2 separate regions of the Sus scrofa genome follow, and region 1 is linked to region 2. The links are chromatin contacts, called in public Hi-C maps. All regions are on one chromosome and are shown on one strand. Each heading gives the region's core, a stretch centred on a gene start, on an enhancer-like site or on the middle of the called end of the contact. The rest is flanking DNA. Distances are from core to core; before and after follow the strand shown.

Region 1 (3,543 bases), core at 224-2,723, 710 kb after region 2:
AAAGTCTCGAAAGTTCATATTATTAAAAATTGCATAATAAAATTTTTAGGAGGAAGAGCAAGTGAAAGGCAAGCTATAGAATAATTTGACCATATATGTATATTTTGCACATGCATATGCGGATAAATGTATCTTAAAAGATGCTATTGTTTTATGTTTCCTCTTCAGCCACTGGCTGTGATTTTAATTGTGCTGGAGGATCTTCATTAGTATTAACACATGGGGAGATTTCACAAAGCTGCTTCATTAGGAAAAAAAAAAGCTTGGCAGACTAGGTCTTTTTGCATGCACTGAGAATGTCAGCCTTACCTCGGTCATTTGTAACATAATAAGTGCAAGTACAATGATTGCAAAGCAGGAGCACTGGGGGAAGGGCAGAAATACTGCCTGTCTAATAGGGATATCTGAAAAGAAGGCTGCTCATTACATAGTAAAATGTATGCTAAAAATTAGTGAAGATGATGTCTCAGGAGATTGATGCTAAATAAATTAATGTGCTGATATGTTTTTAATTATTATTTTTGTAGTAGTTTATTTCATTCTCAGGATTCACATAGAGCAGCAAAGCTGTGCTAGCACTTATTGATTTTTTTTCCCTGCCACATTCCCGGAATACAGATTTTAATCATTTCACTACACCACACTCAGTAATTTCATTAAAAACTGGAACCTTCCATCCCCAGAAAAGCATTTAATTTCAATGACATACAATTTCTCTCTTAGCAGAAAACTGTCTCTACAGTAAAAGCTGGCCTAAGGTTCAAATGCATAATTTAATCCTGAGTTTTCCATGCTCTGCATTCCTTTGAAGCTATAATTTGAGTAACTACCTAATAACTGTAATAAGGACAATAATTTCCTTATAATATATTATTAACTCATATTTAATTAACTCAGAGGCCAAGCTCTGTACATGTATGACTGGGTCAACAGTTCCACAATAACAAAACTTACAAATAATTCTCCAGAAAAAAAATATAGATTATGCTATAAGTGTGGAAAGCTAGCATTTAGATATTACTTTAGCAAAGAAACTTGCAAAAAAGTTCATTCACTTTTATATAACAGTAGTCATTATTCAAAACAGTATTTTAAAATATTTGGAAGAATTCACGGACATTTCTTTATATAAATAATTTTAATATTAATATTTCAACATTCCATTTCTGATATTTTGCCCAATCACTAGCATTACTGTTAAAAATAATCAGTTTTGAAATGATAAAAAGAAAGCACTAGATTCAAGTTGTTTCAATTTTCATAAAGAATTCTCTTAAAACATTTCTCTTGAAATAAAGTTAGGTGGCACACTTCAATAACTTGGATGACCAAAGATATATCTTTTACTTAAATACTTTAAACAATATACTGCAAAGCATGGTTCAACTTTTGTTTCCAATAATATTTTGAATAATACTGGGTTTCAAGATAGCACATTGGTTTTCCAAACAGTAAGTTTCATAGGAATATGTAATTTACATTGCCTAGTTTTTAGAGGAAAAAAGCCTGCGGGAAAACTATTTAACATAATAAAACTCATTTTGTAATTTAAATTTTAGATATATGCCTAATCCAAGGAAAAAAAATGATACATAGATAATAAAAGCAATTAGCTTATATAAATATAAAAATTCATATTAAAAATTTCTATCATTCCCCTCAGTGGTTTTATGACTAAAAAAATTTTAAAGTGTGTACATTTATGTGTGTATGTGTATATCACATATATATATAAAATTTCAAGTTGTAGCCGTATATAACACAAAGTTGTCTTTTCCTTGGTTGAATGATGAAGTAATATAACAAAGTAAGACTTAGTGTCATTAAAGATTGTTATAAAGGATAAAAGTAGTGATAATGAAAAACTTGATTTTGGTGTCTTTAAAATATTTTATAACTATATTTTTATTATCATCAAGGGCTTTTTATATAGTTTGGAAATATTTTTGCAACATTCTCAAAGGCAAAGTACAGTTAAATGATAATCAATAATTAACAAAATAGTTAACAAATGAAAAACTCACATAGGTTGATATCTAAAATTCATAAAAGGAATTTTTGTATTTCAATAAAAAATAAAATCTTCAATTTTTATATTAAAATAATCTTCAAAATAATTGGGGGTTATTTGGTAATTCAAATATATTACTTATCCAATTTAATCTATACTTTTAAAACTGCTATTTAAAAATAATTATACACTAAAAATTTAAAACTGGATTACTCCAGTATTTGATACCCCCTTACTAAGAAGTTGTGCTTAAATTATTTTTTAATATGATTCCTTCCCTTTTTTTATGTTATCTACATTTAAGTGTTTCAAAGATGACAACTCTTCATAGAGTTGAAGGGAAAAAAAGGGAAAATAATTATAAGTTATAAAATAATTTGGCTCCCACAGCACTTAAGTCTTCTACTTAAGATCATCACCTAAATTAGTACTTGATCATGTACAGAAGGTGAAAGAATTTAATAATCAAACAGATCTTTTCCAATATTACTGATAATTATTTCTGAAATTCTATATATGATACATACCTATCCCATAAACGAAGTATTCCACCACTGTGGACTAAATTGTTGCACTTTCTTCTGTAAAGCATCATCTACTTTTAGGACTAAGGCAAAACTTTTCAAATAGGTAGATATAAAGATGGACAGGTATCTAATTTACTACTGTAGTTATTGTACAGGGACCTTCAAAGGGTAAGAAATTGCTGTGTACAGAGAACAAAGTCTAGGCTGACTATAAAAAGCTAAAAGAACAAAAGATCTTAATGGTAGAACAAGCTGGCCACTGTCATGTCTTGTTTCTGTTTCAATCAGTACAGACTAATGAAGCTTTATTTGTTTTCATTCTCTGAACAAACATTTGAGTGCTCGCTATATGCTATGCACTCTGCTAGAGGCTGGAAGGACATGAAAAGCTCACATTCTGGTTGATGTTGAAAGTGTGAAATTCCTGGGAGATTAGAGGCTCACAAAAATCACATTATAAAGATACAAATAATAAAGTTTTGCAAGAATAACGAGGGTGGGGCAACAACTAATTCTGACTGAGGGTCTATGAAAAGCTTATCAAAGAAATCCCATTTGAGCTACATCTCAAATACATACCAGGCAAAGAAAGTGAGGGTGGATTCTGAGTGAAACCTGTTTAAATACAAAGAGCTACTACTACATCTTATGTCCATCTACTAGAGTGAGAAATACAATTTAGCAGGACTATTCAGCATGAGGTGTGGAATATCAGGGACAAGAAGGAAAAGGAGGCAGGGACCTGTGAGTGAAAGGCTTTATGGTTGAATTTATCCTGAGAGCCAACAAAGGTCAGCAAACAAGTGACATGATCAACCTTATTTTTAGGGAAAAATAACTGTGTAGGCAGTGCACATGATAGACTGTAGTATGAAGAGATTGCTTAACAGTCCATGAGGGAGTTCTGTGGTGCAGCAGGTTAAGACATTGTCACTGCAGCAGTTTGGGTTGCTACCGTAGCACCCCTTCAGTTTGGAGCCTAGGAACTTCCATGTGCCACAGAGG
Region 2 (3,875 bases), core at 1,117-3,616:
TTTCCTTGTGAAGGCTCTTGTATCACATAAAACTTGTTGAGTAAACTTGGATGCTTTTCTCCTGTTAACCTGTCTTTTGTAACGGAGCCCCAAGAACCTAGAAAGGGTAGTAGGAAAAAATGTTTTTCATCCCTTACAATAGAAAATATTTTAATCTAATAGAAATATTTTCTTAATAATGTACATGCCATACTGAATTGAGCCATTTGAATCAAGGAAAAATAGCGATTAATAACTAGTAGGTAATTAACATCAACATATCTTATTTGTCTAGACCCAGCTTATTCCAGAAAGATTAGGAAAACCTTTAACATGATTCTTTTGTATCATCTTATACACAATTTTTTTTGGTCATAAAAAAATTTGGCAGTCAAAAAATACCCAGACATGGTTTGAAGGTCAATTAATACTTATAAAATTTAGGAGTTCCTATTGTGGCTGGTATCCATGAGGATGTGGATTCAATCCCTGGCCTCTTTCAGTGGGTTAAGGATCTGGTGTTGCCAAGAGCTGTGCTGTAGGCTGGCAGCTGCAGCTTCAATTCAACCCCTTCCCTTGGAACCTCCATATGCTGTGAGTAGGGCCCTAAAAACGAAAGAAAAAAAAAACTTACAAAATTTAAAATAACAAATGAGCAATAACAACAGCAACCAAAACCACATAGTACTCAGCCACAGAAGTGGATTCCCAAAGGCAGAGGCAACTTCTAATCCAGTTACCTGTTTCTCCTCTTATATTTACCTCCTTATTTTTACTAATAACTTTATGCTCTATTTATTTATTTATTTATTTATTTTTGTCTTTTCAGGGCTGCACCCGCGGCATATGGAGGTTCCCAGGCTAGGGGTCCAATCAGAGCTGTAGCCTCTGGCCTATGCCAGAGCCACAGCAATGCAGGATCCAAGCCATGTCTGTGACCTACACCACAGCTCACAGCAATGCTGGATCCTTAACCCACTGAGTGAGGCCAGGGATCGAACCCACAACCTCATGGTTCCTAGTTGGATTCGTTTCCGCTACACCACAACAGGAATTCCTGTGTTCTATTTATTGATTTAGACATTATCTACTCACTTTCTACTATGGAACATAAGGACTTAGGTATCCTTTCACCATCCCTACATCACACACACAAACTTCTTCCTTCCTATGTATTTTAATTGCAATTTTTAATTAAAAGAATACTTGGTTTTTGGGAGTTCCTGTTGTGGCTCAGTGGTTAACGAATCCGACTAGGAACCATGAGGTTGCAGGTTCGATCCCTGGCCTTGCTCATTGGGTTAAGGATCCAGTGTTGCTGTGAGCTGTGGTGTAGGTCGCAGATGTGGCTCAGATCCCGCATTGCTGTGGCCCTGGTGTAGGCTGGCAGCTACAGCTCCGATTTGACCCCTAGCCTGGGAACCTCCATATGCCACAGGAGCGGCCCTAGAAAAGGCAAAAAGACAAAAAAAAAAAAAAAAAAAAAAAAAAAAAACCTTGGTTTTTATATTATAGTGATATTGTAAATATTGTTCATAAGTATGCAATACTGTGTTTATTTTTCTCTTCTTATGCATTTTTTGTTTTTCCTGGAATTAAATGTTGCTTACTTATTTTGTTTTGTGCATCTGTGTGAATAGAGATATAGATATAAAACACTTTTTCTTATACTCAAGCACCTCAAGTATTCCCATAGTTGTTTGCTTTATTTGTCTGTTTGTTTATTTGTTTTTAATGCAGACACCTTTTCTGAATTCTTCCATCCTTCTGTTTCTACCTGGACTGGTTCATTTCTAGAATGGCTAAATTTTGTCAGCCTAGGACATTTTATCATCCTTCTCTAAATTCAACTTGCCTCTTTCCTTTGTTTGAACCCTTGTTTCCTCACTCAGATCTTCCTCTTTCTTGGTTTATTCCCTTCCTTTGGTAACACATATGCTCCAGAAGCTTCTTGGGAAAAAAAAAATCCAAATAAAGCAAAGTTTTTGAGATTATCCTGCTTGAAAACATCTTTTTTGGCTAACTTCATATTTGATAGTTTGAGCAGAGAATTGGTTGGAAATTTTTCTTGCAGAATTTTGAATGCATTGCTGTCTTAGCTTCTAGCCACTAGCACTGTTGAGAGTCCAATGCTGTTGTATTGCCTGGTGAGCTTTCGTTTTCTTTCTGGAAGCTTTTAGATTCCTTTTATCCCTAATGACGGAGGATTTTACAGTGGTGTGCCTTGGTACGGATCATTTTCATTTCTCCCCATCACATCCTTGATTCTGGAATGTGTTCCTGTGTTGTGTTTGTGATGGTTAATTTCATGTGTCAGCTTGACTGGGCCACAGGGTACGCAGAGTTGGTTAAACATTATTCTGGGTGTGACTGTGAGTGCTTCTAGAAGAGATTAACATTTGAATCAGTAGAATGAGTAAAGCAAATTGCCCTCCATTGTGGGTAGGCCTCATTCAATTCATTGAAACCCAAATAGAAATAAAATCCTGAGTAAGACAGAATTTTTTTTCTCTGCCTAACTTCCATATGGGACACCAATCTTCTGCCTGTGGACTCAGGCTTGAGCTAGAAGTATACCATTGTTTCTCCTGGGTCTCCAGTGTGTTGATTGCAGATCTAGTGACTCCTTGGCCTACATAATCAAGTGAATCAATTCTTTATAATAAATATATTAAATGTATATAAATATAAATATATACACCATTGATTCTCTTTCTCTGGAGAACACAGACTAATACAGTAGCTGACAATTTCTGCTGCTTTGTTTTTTTTTTTTTCTGAAATCCCTATTAATCAGATATTGACCCTCTCAAATTGCCCTACTTTCTTTTGCTAGATTTTTTTGTTCTACTTTTGAAGGATTCTTCAACTTTATCTTTTAATACTTCTATTGAATTTTTTTACTTAAATCAGCATATTTTTAATTTATAAAGCTTTTTCATGTTCCTTAATTGTTCCATTGTCTTATCATCCTGTTTTTGTTTCAAGGATATAATATCATCACTTATCTTTCAGAGGATATTAGTCATTTGTTTGAAGTTTCCTTCTGTTTCTTGCACTGTCTTTGACTCTTCTTTCTGTAGTTTTGTTCTTATTTTTTCATATCAGAGGCTTACCTCAAAAGTCTGCCCGTTCATATTAAAGGCGAAGTGCAAAAAGCCTGATTGAAAGCTCTAGGAACATGAATGGGGCTTATGACTGTTGAATGGTAAATTACACTGTAGGGTAATCAAGTGGAACTTGAACATTATATTAGGCAACTCTAAATGTCAGTAGGTCTTCTTTTTTCTTGGGCCATCTCCAAAGTAAAATTATCCAGTCTGCTGACCAAGAGATATAAGCTTCCCTGCCAGCATTCCAGGGGCTGAGGAGGAGCAAAGGCTTGAGTCTCACCATGCAATGTACAGCCTTTCACTCAGTTCCAATGTTTTCTGTCCAGTGCCTCATCCCCATCCTCAGTTGTGCTTGTCATCATCCCTGAGTCTAGAGTCTCTTGGACATCATCTCTTCATGGATCAAATTCCCATTTCCTCCTGAGGTTGACGTGTAATCTCTGGACATCATGTGGGTTGGGAGTAGATGTTCAAGGGTTCTACTTGCTCCTTATGCAAACTCTCAACTGTCATGGTCCAAGCTTGCCAGTCAGAAAAGGAAATTTCCAGACTCATAGCAGGGTAAAAAGAAAGATAAAGTTTTTGAGATAAGAGAGTTGCTTGTATAGTAGGACAACTTACTGATGATAAGGGAGAGCTGACCCCAAGCGTGTTTTTATAACCCAGGGAGAGGAGAGGTCTTATGATACACCTTCTGACCTGCTGATTTGTTGGGGAAAGAGGGATCTTAGGATACATTTGCTGGTTGGTTGAGGACATATAAGGCCCCTATAGGGGCAGAGT

What was found. A called contact is a pair of places that touch in the nucleus more often than the background predicts.
Region 1: a Hi-C map of fetal heart ventricle shows a contact between it and region 2, with 3 times the contacts expected there. The contact joins two enhancer-like sites. A contact is called at or near these places in 3 of 47 Hi-C or Micro-C datasets (embryonic fibroblasts, fetal heart ventricle and heart right ventricle) and 1 of 2 datasets of contacts at active chromatin or transcription factors (skeletal muscle).

The regions. Positions count from the first base shown.
Region 1 is chr15:66,572,143-66,575,685 of Sscrofa11.1, forward strand. The region is part of intron 3 of LOC110256931 (a long non-coding RNA gene); the gene reads right to left. The region is part of intron 1 of LOC110256932 (a long non-coding RNA gene); the gene reads left to right. Among named protein-coding and RNA genes, the nearest start is that of MARCH7, 75 kb to the right of the region's middle. Within about 2 kb of position 1,474, at least 8 of the 83 cell types and tissues checked have an H3K27ac peak or open chromatin away from gene starts, as enhancers often do.
Region 2 is chr15:65,863,090-65,866,964 of Sscrofa11.1, forward strand. No RefSeq gene overlaps it. Among named protein-coding and RNA genes, the nearest start is that of TANC1, 55 kb to the right of the region's middle. Within about 2 kb of position 2,367, at least 6 of the 83 cell types and tissues checked have an H3K27ac peak or open chromatin away from gene starts, as enhancers often do.